3 separate regions of the Mus musculus genome follow, and regions 1 and 3 are each linked to region 2. The links are chromatin contacts, called in public HiCAR-type and promoter capture Hi-C maps. All regions are on one chromosome and are shown on one strand. The core of a region is the stretch at or near the end of the contact, and the rest is flanking DNA. Distances in the headings are between cores, read along the strand shown.

What was found. Promoter capture Hi-C pulls out the DNA fragments that hold promoters and counts their contacts. HiCAR-type assays count read pairs that join an accessible place to other places.
Region 1: a contact with region 2 is called in a HiCAR-type map of astrocytes, with 9 times the contacts expected there. The contact joins the promoter of Pot1b here to the enhancer-like site in region 2. A contact is called at or near these places in 5 of 39 promoter capture datasets (the 3T3-L1 cell line, the HPC-7 cell line, liver and 2 more) and 1 of 115 datasets of contacts at active chromatin or transcription factors (astrocytes).
Region 3: a contact with region 2 is called in a promoter capture Hi-C map of embryonic stem cells, with 6 times the contacts expected there. The contact joins the promoter of Hdgfl2 here to the enhancer-like site in region 2. A contact is called at or near these places in 4 of 39 promoter capture datasets (the 3T3-L1 cell line, embryonic stem cells, liver and 1 more) and 1 of 115 datasets of contacts at active chromatin or transcription factors (astrocytes).

What each region holds. Positions count from the first base shown.
Region 1 is chr17:55,710,880-55,714,715 of GRCm38.p6, reverse strand. It overlaps Pot1b (protection of telomeres 1B), which reads left to right and starts at 2,080. Exons shown (of 17, transcript NM_028370.2): 1 at 2,080-2,176; 2 at 3,810-3,836.
Region 2 is chr17:53,586,408-53,590,770 of GRCm38.p6, reverse strand. All of the region lies in intron 1 of Kat2b (K(lysine) acetyltransferase 2B), which reads right to left. Among named protein-coding and RNA genes, the nearest start is that of Kat2b, 22 kb to the right of the region's middle. Within about 2 kb of position 3,105, at least 316 of the 459 cell types and tissues checked have an H3K27ac peak or open chromatin away from gene starts, as enhancers often do. A contact at or near this core is called in the HPC-7 cell line, astrocytes, embryonic stem cells and 2 more, where this site is marked.
Region 3 is chr17:56,078,380-56,082,507 of GRCm38.p6, reverse strand. It overlaps Hdgfl2 (HDGF like 2), which reads right to left and starts at 2,877. Exons shown (of 16, transcript NM_008233.4): 1 at 2,682-2,877; 2 at 332-408; 3 at 93-231. The coding sequence starts at 2,753. It also overlaps a transcript of Ubxn6 not described here.

The DNA of each region.
Region 1 (3,836 bases), core at 831-3,330, 2.1 Mb before region 2:
CATATTGTGGTGACTCCAACCATCCACTTATTTTGTTGCTACTTCACATCTGTAATTTTGTTAATTATGAATCCTGATGTAAATAAATAATATGGAGGATATCCGATTTGCAACTCCTGTGAACCATTTATCCCCAAAGATGTCATGACCCACAGGTTGAGAACCACTGGCCTATGATTTCCATGGCATTTGCCTAAAATAAGACTACATTTTGATGCTATCAATAGAAAACCAAAAGCAAAAAATAAACACATATACTATTATATATCACTAGAAATCATGAGGAAAATGAGGTGTGGGGAGAGTTGACTTAAGAGCTCAGTACTGGCTTCAGGTGGTAGGGGTTTTGTTTTTGTTTTTCATTTTTATCTTGTTTACTACTCAGTCAACCACAGAACTGACTTCATCAAGTCTTCCCTCTGATTTTGTGATTTCTGCCAGAGGAAATGATGCACATATTTTCTTATGTGGTTTTAGGAAGAATTTCCAGGAAATCTGTACACAGACAGAAAATCTTGACATATCTGCTATAGATATACTAGAAAATATTGCCTTCCATCTCTGAACAATCTGAAACACACTTATGCTTAAATCTAACTGCAGCAAAAACAGTGGGAGTTTTCTGCCGAAGAACCAGTGGGTTGATACAAAGACTATCTGTCAGAAATAAAAAGCAAAATATAATTTCTAATATAAAAATAGAGAGGAGTTGATTAACATTTCTATTAGACCACTGTGGGTAGTATTAGGAAGTTTTAATATGGATGACACTAGCATAGATAAGCAGACATAAATAACAAACTAAAGAAGTACATTTTGATTTTAAGTCTCCTTTTAGTCTAATATACTCACTTCAAAATTCGTCCCATTTATATCATTTTAATGGGAACGTAAGTAGCAATGCCAATTTATTTGGTTTTCTTCACATATTCGATTCCATTGTGCCAAATTCTGACTTCATGTTATAGGTGGAATGTGCCCCAATCACACTGAATTTCTTTAACTCAATTACATGGAAATCACGTACATGGAAATATTCTTCTCAGTCATGGGAAAGATACCTTTAACTGATTTTTTTCTATTGATAGAACAATGGAGATCATTTCCATCCTACCATAAATGCATACAATCCCATCATTTTTGTCAATGCACTCAGTCTTTGATGAACTTTGATGAACTTAAGGGAGAAAGATTAACAGTTACAATTAACATAGGCAGTGCCATTAATGTTGCATGTAGTTTAAAAGAATGAACAAAAGACCTTCATTTTCATCAATGGAATTTCAAAACTTTCCCCACTTCCTGAAAAAAGTGGGTGGGTAAAATGAATAGATGTAGACTCAATTTAAACTAATAGTGGAACATTTTGTGAAAGATAAAAAAGTTATTCTGTGTTTAAAAATGCCTTTTAACCCGATACAAAGGGTTCCCAAATAACTCCAAATAATCGTGATAAACTTTTAAAGCCTACACACTTTTTAAAATTTAATTTTTAATTAATTTTTTTACACTCGATATAAGCCTACATACTCTTGTTCAGCTTTCTATATTCTGAAATTAATCATTACAAAGTTTCTAAACTCATGACAATTTTTCATCACTCAAAAATATAGTAAAGAACGATAAATCTTCAGACTAACAAAGGATTGTTGGTATTTTTCAACTTGCCTGGCAATAGCATAATAGCCCTAAATTGCGATTAAAAAAACAACAAAACAACATTGTTATCTTCGTCTATTTACATCGTGTAAAAGTGCATTTGGGTGCTTAACTTAGATTAACAAAGGGTTTTGCCTCTGATCCATTTATTCAACAAAATAGAATTTGGAGTCTCACTCGGAATAGGGTTCCAATTGGCTACAGGATTTAGGACTCTTTCAAGCCAGTTACTATCCTTTGAACAGTGTGTTCTCCCCCCCCCCCCCCCCCCCCCGCTAGTCCCCAGAAAAATCCATTAGGGGCGTGGAAAGAGGAGCAGCAGGCTTCCTACTCTGCAGGGACCAACTGGGAGGAGCTTGGCCGAGGCCCCGCCTGCCTTTCGCTTTTGTTATGGGAAGCACGAGCAAAAAGCGGGCGGAATGGTTGGAGTGCGCATGCGTGTGTCCCACGGCTCCGGAAGTCGAAGTCGCGTCTCTGCAGGTTGAAAAAGTTGCCGGGATCCTCGGTGTTCTGTGAGGTACTGAACGCTAGGGTGTTGGAGTTCTTGGTGTAATCGCTGGAGGTCGGGCCCTGGATGATATGAGGGGTCGTTTGCAACCACATTTGGGGTAGTTGTAGAGAAAGTGCGCTATGCGTTGGCGGCAGCGATAACCCGCTGTGTTCGGCATCCTCTCTCTCAGGGAGACCTCAAGCTTCAGGGGTGTGTGTGTGTGTCTGTGTGTGTGCGCTATGCGTTGGCGGCAGCGATAACCCGCTGTGTGTGTGTGTGTGTGTGTGTGTTATTGGGAGCCTCAGAGGCTTCAGGTACTTGCCCAGGTGACAAGTGTCAGAAGAAAAGCATGAACCTGGTGCACAGTGAACAGAGAGAGCGCTAGGATTAAAGGAACGGGCTACTACTATGCCGTGCAACAGGTCGGAAAACTGGCTTTTAAAAGTATTTTGATTCAAGCTGATACTTCCTGCTGAGGACACAAAAAGCATCGTTTTGCCAAAGTATAATTTGTTTTCAGTTTTTTTTTTTTTTGTTTTTTGCTTTCTTTAGTAATATTGAAGAGTATTAATGTAGGATCTACTTTTAATCTGTTTTTTTTCTTTGAAAAGTGGATAGTGACTTTATTAGTATGAGGTTCATATGAGTTTTAATCTGTTGTTTAAGAAATACCCATATGGTTGTTTACCAAGAGTCCATGGTGTGTGTGAGACAGAAAGTTTTAATATGAAAGCCAAAAGAGAAGTTGAAAGGAACTGTTATAAAACACTATCATGCCTGTACTTTTGACTAGGTAATTATTTTCCGAAGTTGACAGTGGGGCAGAGACTAAACTGAACTTTTTGTTTTGTATTGACTTGCCCTCATTGTCCTAGTTTATGAGTTTTTCATTTCACATTAAGAATTTTTTCTTTCTTAAATTGTAATTGGTTTCTAAAACAACATTTTATTTTGCTGAGAGATTGTATTACCGGGTTGAGAAAAAACACTTTGGGAAATTAATGAACTTCACTTTCTGTATCTTCAATAAGACTTAAGTTATGAATCTTACATATTTTTTTCCTCAGATTTTCCCCAGATGACTTAATATTTATTAGAACATGCTATATTGAATTCCTAAAAGTATGGTCCAAGTGAAATTCAGAGAAAGGTTCTCTAAAGATTAAGAAAGGGAATCGAATATCCTGACTGCCTGACACATCCCATAGTTCAGTATGAGTATATTAGGAGTACTGTGCCAGTGCAAGTTTTTAAAGGCAAGTGAGCATGCTTGCTGAAGATTGCTGTAATCCTCAGCCATAGATATTAGCAGCACAGGCTTGCACAGAGAGAGGTTCTGTTTGTGTGTGTGTGTGTGTGTGTGTGTGTGTGTGTTGTGTGTTGTGTGTATGCAGTGGGCTTTATGCAGGATGAGGCTGTAGCAGAGACCTTTGGGACAGTAATTCTCAGGTAGTCAGTCATATGTGAGAAGAACCCTTTCTCAGAACCTCTAAGTGACTTTATGTGTTTTGTTAGGGTTGATGCTACTCTGGCAGTATCCTGAAAACTTTCTTAAAAGATAAGACATTTCAAAGGCTTTCAGTTGTATTCAAACTTTTGCATAAAAAATGTATATAGTTTGTAAAAGCAGTCATCTTTACTATTTTTCTCTCCATTTTAGGGAAAAAACTGTTATTTCTTCAGTTTT
Region 2 (4,363 bases), core at 1,856-4,355:
TTCTCTTTTTTGTTTGTTTTGTTTTTTTCGAGACAGGGTTTCTCTGTGCAGCCCTGGCTGTCCTGGAACTCACCCTGTAGACCAGGCTGGCCTCGAACTCAGAAATCCGCCTGCCTCTGCCTCCCAAGTGCTGGGATTCCAGCTGAGTGTTCAACTCTGTGAACACCTCACCCAACTGGCTGGCTAGCACCCAGTCACTACCAGTCACTACATATCTAAGCTATATATATATATAATCTTTATATAAGCTGTATTAGACAGAGTTTACACAGATAGACTGATGGGCTACCTCCATCCTCCACCTGATGTTTAGGCACCAGGGCAATGGGATGGGTAGAGTCAAGCCTCCCCCGTGGTTGCTTTGGAAGCTCACATTCTCAAGAAACCCACATAACCAGCCCAACCTGTGAAACAGATCTTGCAGCCCACATTCCCAACTGCCTACGCCAGCTTTCTGCCTAAAGCTCTATGACAGGATTTGTCTTCAACACCATCAGCCCCCGTTCAACCACCCCTAGCCCTGCATCCCATGGCCCTTCTCCAACTTCTAAGGCTCAGTGACATTTTGACTCAATGCCTCGCCCACCGTCCTCTGAGTCTCATCCTTACACCTTCTGCAAGTTTGCTGCCAAGGGCTCCTTCACGCCACCATGGTTGGAAGGATGCTTCCTCCCCTCTCCCCACACATTCCTTACTCTCAAACCTTTCCTCTTATAAACACAAAAAATAAAATTTTAATAAAAAAGAATAATGAAAATCTTGTTCTATTCAAAATTCAAAAGTTCCAAACTAATTTTTTTTTTTTTTTTTTTTTTGGTTTTTCGAGACAGGGTTTCTCTGTGTAGCCCTGGCTGTCCTGGAACTCACTCTGTAGACCAGGCTGGCCTCGAACTCAGAAATCTGCCTGCCTCTGCCAAAGTAATTTTTTGATGAAAGAAGAAAAACTAATAAAAGGCACTATCAGACAGTGAAGATGGATGAAACACAAACAACAGTAGCAGAGAGGTGGAAGAGGGTGTAAAAGCACACGTTTTCTAATTTCAACTCTGTTGGGTCTTCTCCTCCTCCTCTTCTTCCTTCTTCATCTTCCTCTTCCTCCTCTTCTTCTTTCTTCCTTCCTTCTTTCCTTTCTGACTTTCCTTTTACTTTTTTCCCTTGTGGTAAAATCCCTAAAAATGCCATTGATAGTGAACACCTAAACCTTCAGAATGACCTTCCTAACTATATAGACGGTCCCTGGGATTCACAGAGTTCGAGACTTCGTAGGTGTTTGAGTAGCTACCACGATCCAGCTGTGTGATGGTTTTTTTGAGTTCATTATAAAGGTGATTTTCTTGTGAGAGAGGGTCTCACCATATAACCCTGGCTGGCCTATAATTGGCTGTATAAACCAGGCTGGCTTTGAACTCACAGAGATGGGTCTGCTGCATTCTAATTTGGGGGATTAAAGGCATGAGCTAACATGCCCAGTCAGTACACTAAGAGGATTTTTTAAAACTCGCTACTGGGAGCTGGAAATATGGCTGGGAGGTTCAGAGTACTTGTTCTTACAGGACAGAGGTTCAATTCACAGGACCCAAATGGAAATCACAACCATCTATAACTCCAGTCCCAAGAGATGATACTCTTCTGGCCTCCATGACTACTCAGCATGCATATGATGCAGACATACATGCAAGCAAAACACCAGCATAAAGAAAATAGTTTGTTGCCAGGCGGTGGTGCCGCACGCCTTTATTCCCAGCACTTGGGAGGCAGAGGCAGGCGGATTTCTGAGTTCAAGGTCAGCCTGGTCTACAAAGTGAGTTCCAGGTCAGCCAGGGCTATACAGAGAAACCCTGTCTCGAAAAACCAAAAAAAAAAAAAAAAAAAAGGAAGAAAGAAAGAAAATAGTTTGTCTTTTAATCTTGCTTAACTACCAAGGAGAGCATTTAATTTTTTTCAAGACAACTCTGGTCTAAATCATCTTATTTTCCGAACAACCCACAGGAAGGCCAGGTGAATAATTCAATGATAGAGAAGGGTTTCACTGGCCTGAGTTTACATAGCTGGCAAAGAGCAAGGGGCCAAAACCAATACCAGAACTCAGCTCTGGCACCTGAAACTACCTTGTGGCACCTCCTTCTTAAAGTGCAGGGACACAGAAATCAGTGGGGTGGCATATAACCTGTCGAGCATCACTCAGCAGGTGAAAGCAGCAGGACCAGGAGTTCAAGGTTATCGTGGCTACAAAGGCTGTTGGAAGACCAACGAGATTCCAAGACTGTCTCAATTTGCCCCCTCCACGAAAAACAGAAAGTGGCTACTGGTGAATGCAGCCACACGTTTGAATCTCAAAAACACTGCTGCACTAAAGTGTATTGTGTAATACCGTTTTCTGGTGATGGTGGCAGTACTAAATGTGGAACCCAGGATCATCTTACCTCTTAAGCTACATCTCCGCCTCTCTGTTTACTGGTTTTCTTTGAAACCAAATCTAAATCATGCCCAGGCTGGCCTTAAATTCCTTCTGTGGCCTTAAATTCCTCTTAGCCTCTTAATGGAGCAACTAGAGTTATGAGGCCTACACCACCAAAGAACAAAACTCAGAGTCAGTTCGGAAGCAGCTTCTAGGGGTGGGGTAGGGCTGAAAGGAAAAGAGCAGGAGAGAAGACTCCAGAATGTTCTTGCTTGGGCATGGTGAGGCACACCTGTATGTAATCCAGGCACTTGCAAGGCTGAGGCAGAAGGATTGCCATGAGTTCAAGCATGAGCTACACAAGTAGCATCCTGTCTCAGGCTTGAAATGAAACTTGCTTAAAATGTTTAAAGCACTAGGTTCAACCCCCAGCATACTCACTCCTCACTGAACAAAAAAATAAATTTTTTTTTCTCTGCACAGTCCCTGCGGGGTAGGACAGGAAGGGATTCCCCAGGCACTACCAGCAACTTCTCTGTTTTCCTTCAGTGTGGCACTTACCATGTTCTGTTATTTTCTTTTTCACCATCTGCTTCTGCTACCAGAAAGCAAGCTCTACAAGAATAAGGACCCATCTGTCACTACACCCCCACATCGTCTACATCAATGCCTGGCAGCCTGAGTAACAATGTTGACTGAACGGAAAAACTGTCACTATCTACAGTGCACAGCCATGAAGCTCGAGTCTGGGAAGGGTGAGAAGCCTCGGAGGGCACAGATGGAAAGTGCCATGTGAGAATTTGAGCTCAGGTCTGTGGTCTAACCGCCCTGAGGTTTGGGTCTCCTCGATTTCTTGGCTTGTTTTCTGGCAGTTCAGAAAGCTGTCTTCTACAACTCACGATGGTTTTCTCTGAAGTGACTTTAAATGTGACTTTCCACTTTAATTTTTCTCCTCCTCCATTATTGTCTCTCTAGCAAGAGGCTGCTGCGGCTTTCACCTCCCTTTACACATGCTGGCCCGGGGAACTGTTCCGACGGAAGAAGAGTCAAGTAGTCATTCCTACAGGGACGCGCAATCCTGGGTTGCATGACTCATTTGTTATTTCGAAGTATGCTGACCTTGGCTTCCTTGGCATTCTGCCAGCCCATTTCAACACCAGCTTGTTACAGCAGATGCAAATTAGTGCTGCCACCATCTACCACTGAAACAGTCACTGGCATTCCTTGATCTGGGCCCTGTCTTGGAATCTCCTGCACAGCAATGGGGAGGGGGTTCCAAAAGGCTTCAGCAAGGCACATTAACTAAGGGAGATTGGGAACCATGGTCAACATGGAACTTAGTACCCCAACCCAACCCTGAGGCAACCAAAGAGATAAGTCTCCTTCAGAGAGTGGGGGACAGTCATTCCAAGGGCATTCAGTTTTTTCCAAAATCAGTATATTCATGATTTAGAAATTATAAAGCTGTGCATGGTGGTCTATGCCTCCAATGCCAAAACTCACAGGCAGGAGGCAGGAGGATCAGAAACTCAAAGTCAACACTGGCTTCATAGAAAGTCTGAGCTGTCCCTGGATTCACATGACCTTGCCTTAAAAAGAGAGAGAGGGAGGGCAGAGGGAGGAAAGGAAGAAAAGGGGATGGGATGGGGACAGAAGAATAGCTGGCTCCTAAACAAAAAAGTAAAGACAACTTACTGCCACTTTAAAAGAGCAGTGTACACAAAAATATATAAACAAGAGCAATGTAGGTCTATACATAACTGATGTCATTTCTATTTCATTAATGTAGTAGACTTTTAAACTTTCTGGAAAGTCAATTTTTGTATTGTATAGGTTTATTTTGGTCTGTTGGTTGGCTGACTTTCTGAAACTGGCTTTCTCTATGCCGTTCTGACTGGTCTGGAACTCTCAAAAGAGATCCTGAGAAATCCTGCCCCTGTCTCTAAGTGCTGAGACTAAAGGTAT
Region 3 (4,128 bases), core at 1,628-4,127, 2.5 Mb before region 2:
GTACTGAGAAACCATCCTGGAAGTTTCTGAGGAAGCCCCTGCTCCTGGGAGCCTATAGATGCTCCACTGCCCACTTGTTCCCAGGCACTCACCGGAGGCGCACTGTAGCTGGCATGGGGGTTGTTCTGGATCTCCCAGAGCCCCTCATTGAAGCCTTTCCTCTTGTTGGGCTTTCCGTACTTGTCCTTGCACTTATCATAGGGGAACAGGTCCTTGGGTCCCAGGAAGGCCCTGGAGGTAAGAACCATAGGCCAGTTCCAGGTGAGCCAGGTCACCCTGGGAAAAAAGCCAGTCTGTGGGTGAACACTGAAAACCTGGAGGGGACACTTACGTTTCATGCGTTCCAAAGAAGAAGATGGGGTATTTGTTGGGTGGGGGCTTCACGGCACCATCAGCAATGTCATCAATCTGTAGTGTGAGGCAGGCTGGTCAGAGGGCTTCAGGTGTAGGCCAAGAGGCAGCTTTATCCAGACCCAGTTACCATCCAGTTACTTAGGGGGGTTTGGGGTGGGGGGAGGCACACCATGGGAAGACACAGCACCTTCCAAACACAAGTCTAGAGATCTGAACTCAGGTCCACTAAGCTATACATTATCTCCTTAGCCCCTTAATTTGGAATTAATGTTTTTCCTTTTAGACAGTCTCACTATGTAGCCTGGCTGTCCTCAAACTATGTAGACAAAGGTGGCCTGGTACTTGTCTCTGTCTCCTCAGCAATGGGGATTGGGATTGAAGGTAAGTACAACCATGCCTGGCTATGAAACCTGCACACTTATGTGCATCCTACTAACCTGTCTGCTACCCACAGTGATTATCTTTCCACCAAGAAGAAAGCTGGGCCCCCATACAGGTACTTAGGCCGAGCCAGGTCCAGTATAGTCCCCTGAAGCCCCTGGGGTGGGCCTAGGTTCAGCTTCTCCCCACTCCCGGGACTAGCCAATGACTGCCCCTCCTGGAAAAAAGGCCCAGTCTGTTCTTGTCCCAGAGGTAAATCTGGCAGCAACAGGGATGGAGATTTGGGGGAATGAGGTGGAGTGCTGAAGGAGCCAGGCCCAGAGCAACCCGGAAGTCCCACCCTCTTTGTGAAAGCCCATGGGTTCCAGCAGCTGTCAGTCACCTTCCCACAGGATGCTAGTAGCCCCTTCCCCTCCAATCAGGTGCTTGGAACTGTTCTCTCAGTGCTGGAGAAGGCTGGGAAGGGGGAAGGGACAAGAGCTTCATAGAGAGCAGAGGTAGACTAGTGAGGGCAGTGGCCAATGTAAAGTTTTGCTCCCCAGTCACCCCACTCACAGTGGGATTTCCCAGTGTTTAGCCACCCACCTCATCAACGCCGGGGGATGGCTGGATCCTCCCTAGCCTGCTCCTCAAACTCTGGTCCCTGGTGGCTGGATGCAGGATACCAGATGCAGAAGCATCCTCAAACCTGCCCTGCCGAGCCCTGCCAGGCTGCTTCTCCCAACGGTCCCACACCTCAGGAACTTATGGGGCCCTCTGGTCCTGACCTCTAGGAGTTACCTCCTGGGCTGGTTCCTGTTGAGCTTGCTCTTTGGCATCCCCATGGTAACTCCCTGCCGTATGGTCTTCCATTCCCACCCCCATGCAGACACAGCCAATCTAGCCTCTGTACTAAGACCTAGAGGCAACAAAACTCTGTTTCTATGCAACTGAACATGTGCACCAGGACTTGCAACGCTAGCCACCATCTGCACAACAAAAATTCCTTCAGTCCTGACACATGGATGCAGCTAACTTCAGCCCTGGAGTGATCTCTGTCCCAAGTCCTGGGGGCAGCAGAAGCCTTTGGGTCTCCGTGTATGTGCCAATTTTTGCCAGGGCCAGAATTCTACCACCTGCGCACCCAGGCTCTAAAAATCTACACTGCTTGACTCCAGCTTTCTCAAACAGGAAACCTCAAAGCCTCCTACCTCCAGCTTGAAGCTGCCTGTTCTCAGGTAAGCTACATACAGCCCACTGAATCCCTTTAAGGGCCGGACTCCAGGTCCCCAGAAAAGCTTTCTTCCAACCCTTGCCCTCATTTAGGTCATAGAGATAAGGTCCCTTTCCTTCCGCTGTATCCCGCTCCCCCATCCATCACGCGCAGCCTCTCTGGAAGAGACTCTTCCCATCATTTGACCCTTCCACTCCAATCCCAACGTGCCCATGTACCCTTTGAGCCCCACTACATCCCTCAGGCTCCACGACCCTGGGATCCCCTAAACGCATTTCTGACCTCTGGTACATTGGTCTCTCAGGCCCTGGACACCAAACCAAGTGACACAGGTTCCGGAGGAGGTCAAGGCTAGCACCACGGCCGTTCTCTGCAGGACTGTGGGTCTCTGAGACTCAGGACCTCACCATGCAGGTTACTCAGACCAAAACATTGCCACACCTCAATTCCAAAGGACCACGGGTCAGAGCCAGGATCCGGAACAGCGGAACACAAGTCCCTCAGACCAGGGACCTCCCCGAAGACGCACCAGACCCCAGGCACTGTGGTCCCGGAGGAAGGAGATTCCTCAACTCCAGAAAACCACAGTGCAGTCACCTGAGCCAGCAGCCCCAACCTCTCCTCAGCCTCCATTCCAGCCTCCCCGCGCGCGCCCGCCCGCCCGCCCGCCCGCGGCCCCTCTGCTCGGGGCCGCCAACTCCGCCGGGCCCGTCCACTCCACGCGCGGCCTCACCCGGGCCGGCCAGTGCGGGTAGCCCTTCATCTTGGCAAACACCAAGTCCCCGGGCTTGAAGGCGTGCGGCATGCTGTCGGCGGAGGCCCAGGCCGCGGGAAGCAGCAACGGCGGTGAGAGGCGAAGTCAGAGGCGGGAGTCGGACGCCTGAGGGGCGGAGGCGTCCGCACGGGCCGCCGGCCGGCGTCTACTTATTGGGTTCAGCACGACCGGAAGTCCCGCCCTCCCTTGGCTAGGGGCCGCCGTCGCCGTCGCTCATGACCACAGAGACGCGCGCGGGCCAATAAAGGGAGGGGTTGGATCAGAGCTAGTTAACGGGATTGGATAACGGAGCAGAAGCCAAGGGCGTGGACTAGGAGCCAGTGGGTGGGGCGGAGGGTGTCGGAGGTAAAAGACGAAAGGTTTAAGCGGCTACTGGGTGGAGCCTAGAGAGGAATGATGGGCGGGGCTTAGGTTGGGGATCGCTCAGGGGCGTGGCTCGCAGTCAGGATGTGGGGCGGGGTGAAGGGCATTAGACGAATTAGACGCAAAACGGACAGGGGCTTGACAGGGGCGTGGCTTAAGAGCTGCATGAGGCAGTGGCCTGTGGGTGAAAGGAAGACTGAAACTAATGACAAGCAGTGATGGGGCGGGGCCTAGCGAGGCCGGAACATACATAACAGTACTGAACAGGCCTTTGGACTCGGCCAGACGAAATATAAACAACCAATCAGCGTAGAAGACGGATTAACGACAGCCTTCCAAAAGGGCATCAGTGCAACTATGAAGCCCATTGGCTATAGCTCGACCAATGGCTGGACATGAAGACAAGTTCCACAGAACTCAGCAAACTCCCGCCAGGAGTTGGCAGAGGAAGGGGCGGTGATCAAGAAAGGTCAGGGCTGAGAAGGGGGCGGGACAGAGCTCACTTGTTTACTTTCATTATTTAAAATTTTTTTCTTTTTTTGTTGTCTATAATACATTACATATTTTCACTTTATACTTACAGCACCTTTATACTTTGACATTTTGCATTTTAATTATTCTTTTTGTTGTTGTTTTTTTGAGACAGGGTTTCTCTGTGTAGCCCTGGCTGTCCTGGAACTCACTCTGTGGACCAGGCTGGCCTGGACCTCAGAAATCCGCCTGCCTCTGCCTCCCAAGTGCTGGGATTAAAGGCGTGCGCCATCACTGCCCAGCCATTTTAATTATTCTTAATTTTATTTGGAGACAGGGTCTCACTCTGCTGTCCTCACTGGTGAGTGGGGGGTGGGGACAACTCCTTATATAGACCAGACTGGCTTCGAACTCACAGATGTACTCTTGCCTCTGTCTCCCCAGCTCTGGATCAAACATGTGTGCCACCGTGCCCTGCCTTAAAAATCTGTGTGCTGCCGGGCAGTGGTGGCTCACGCCTTTAATCCCAGCACTTGGGAGGCAGAGGCAGGCAGATTTCTGAGTTCGAAGC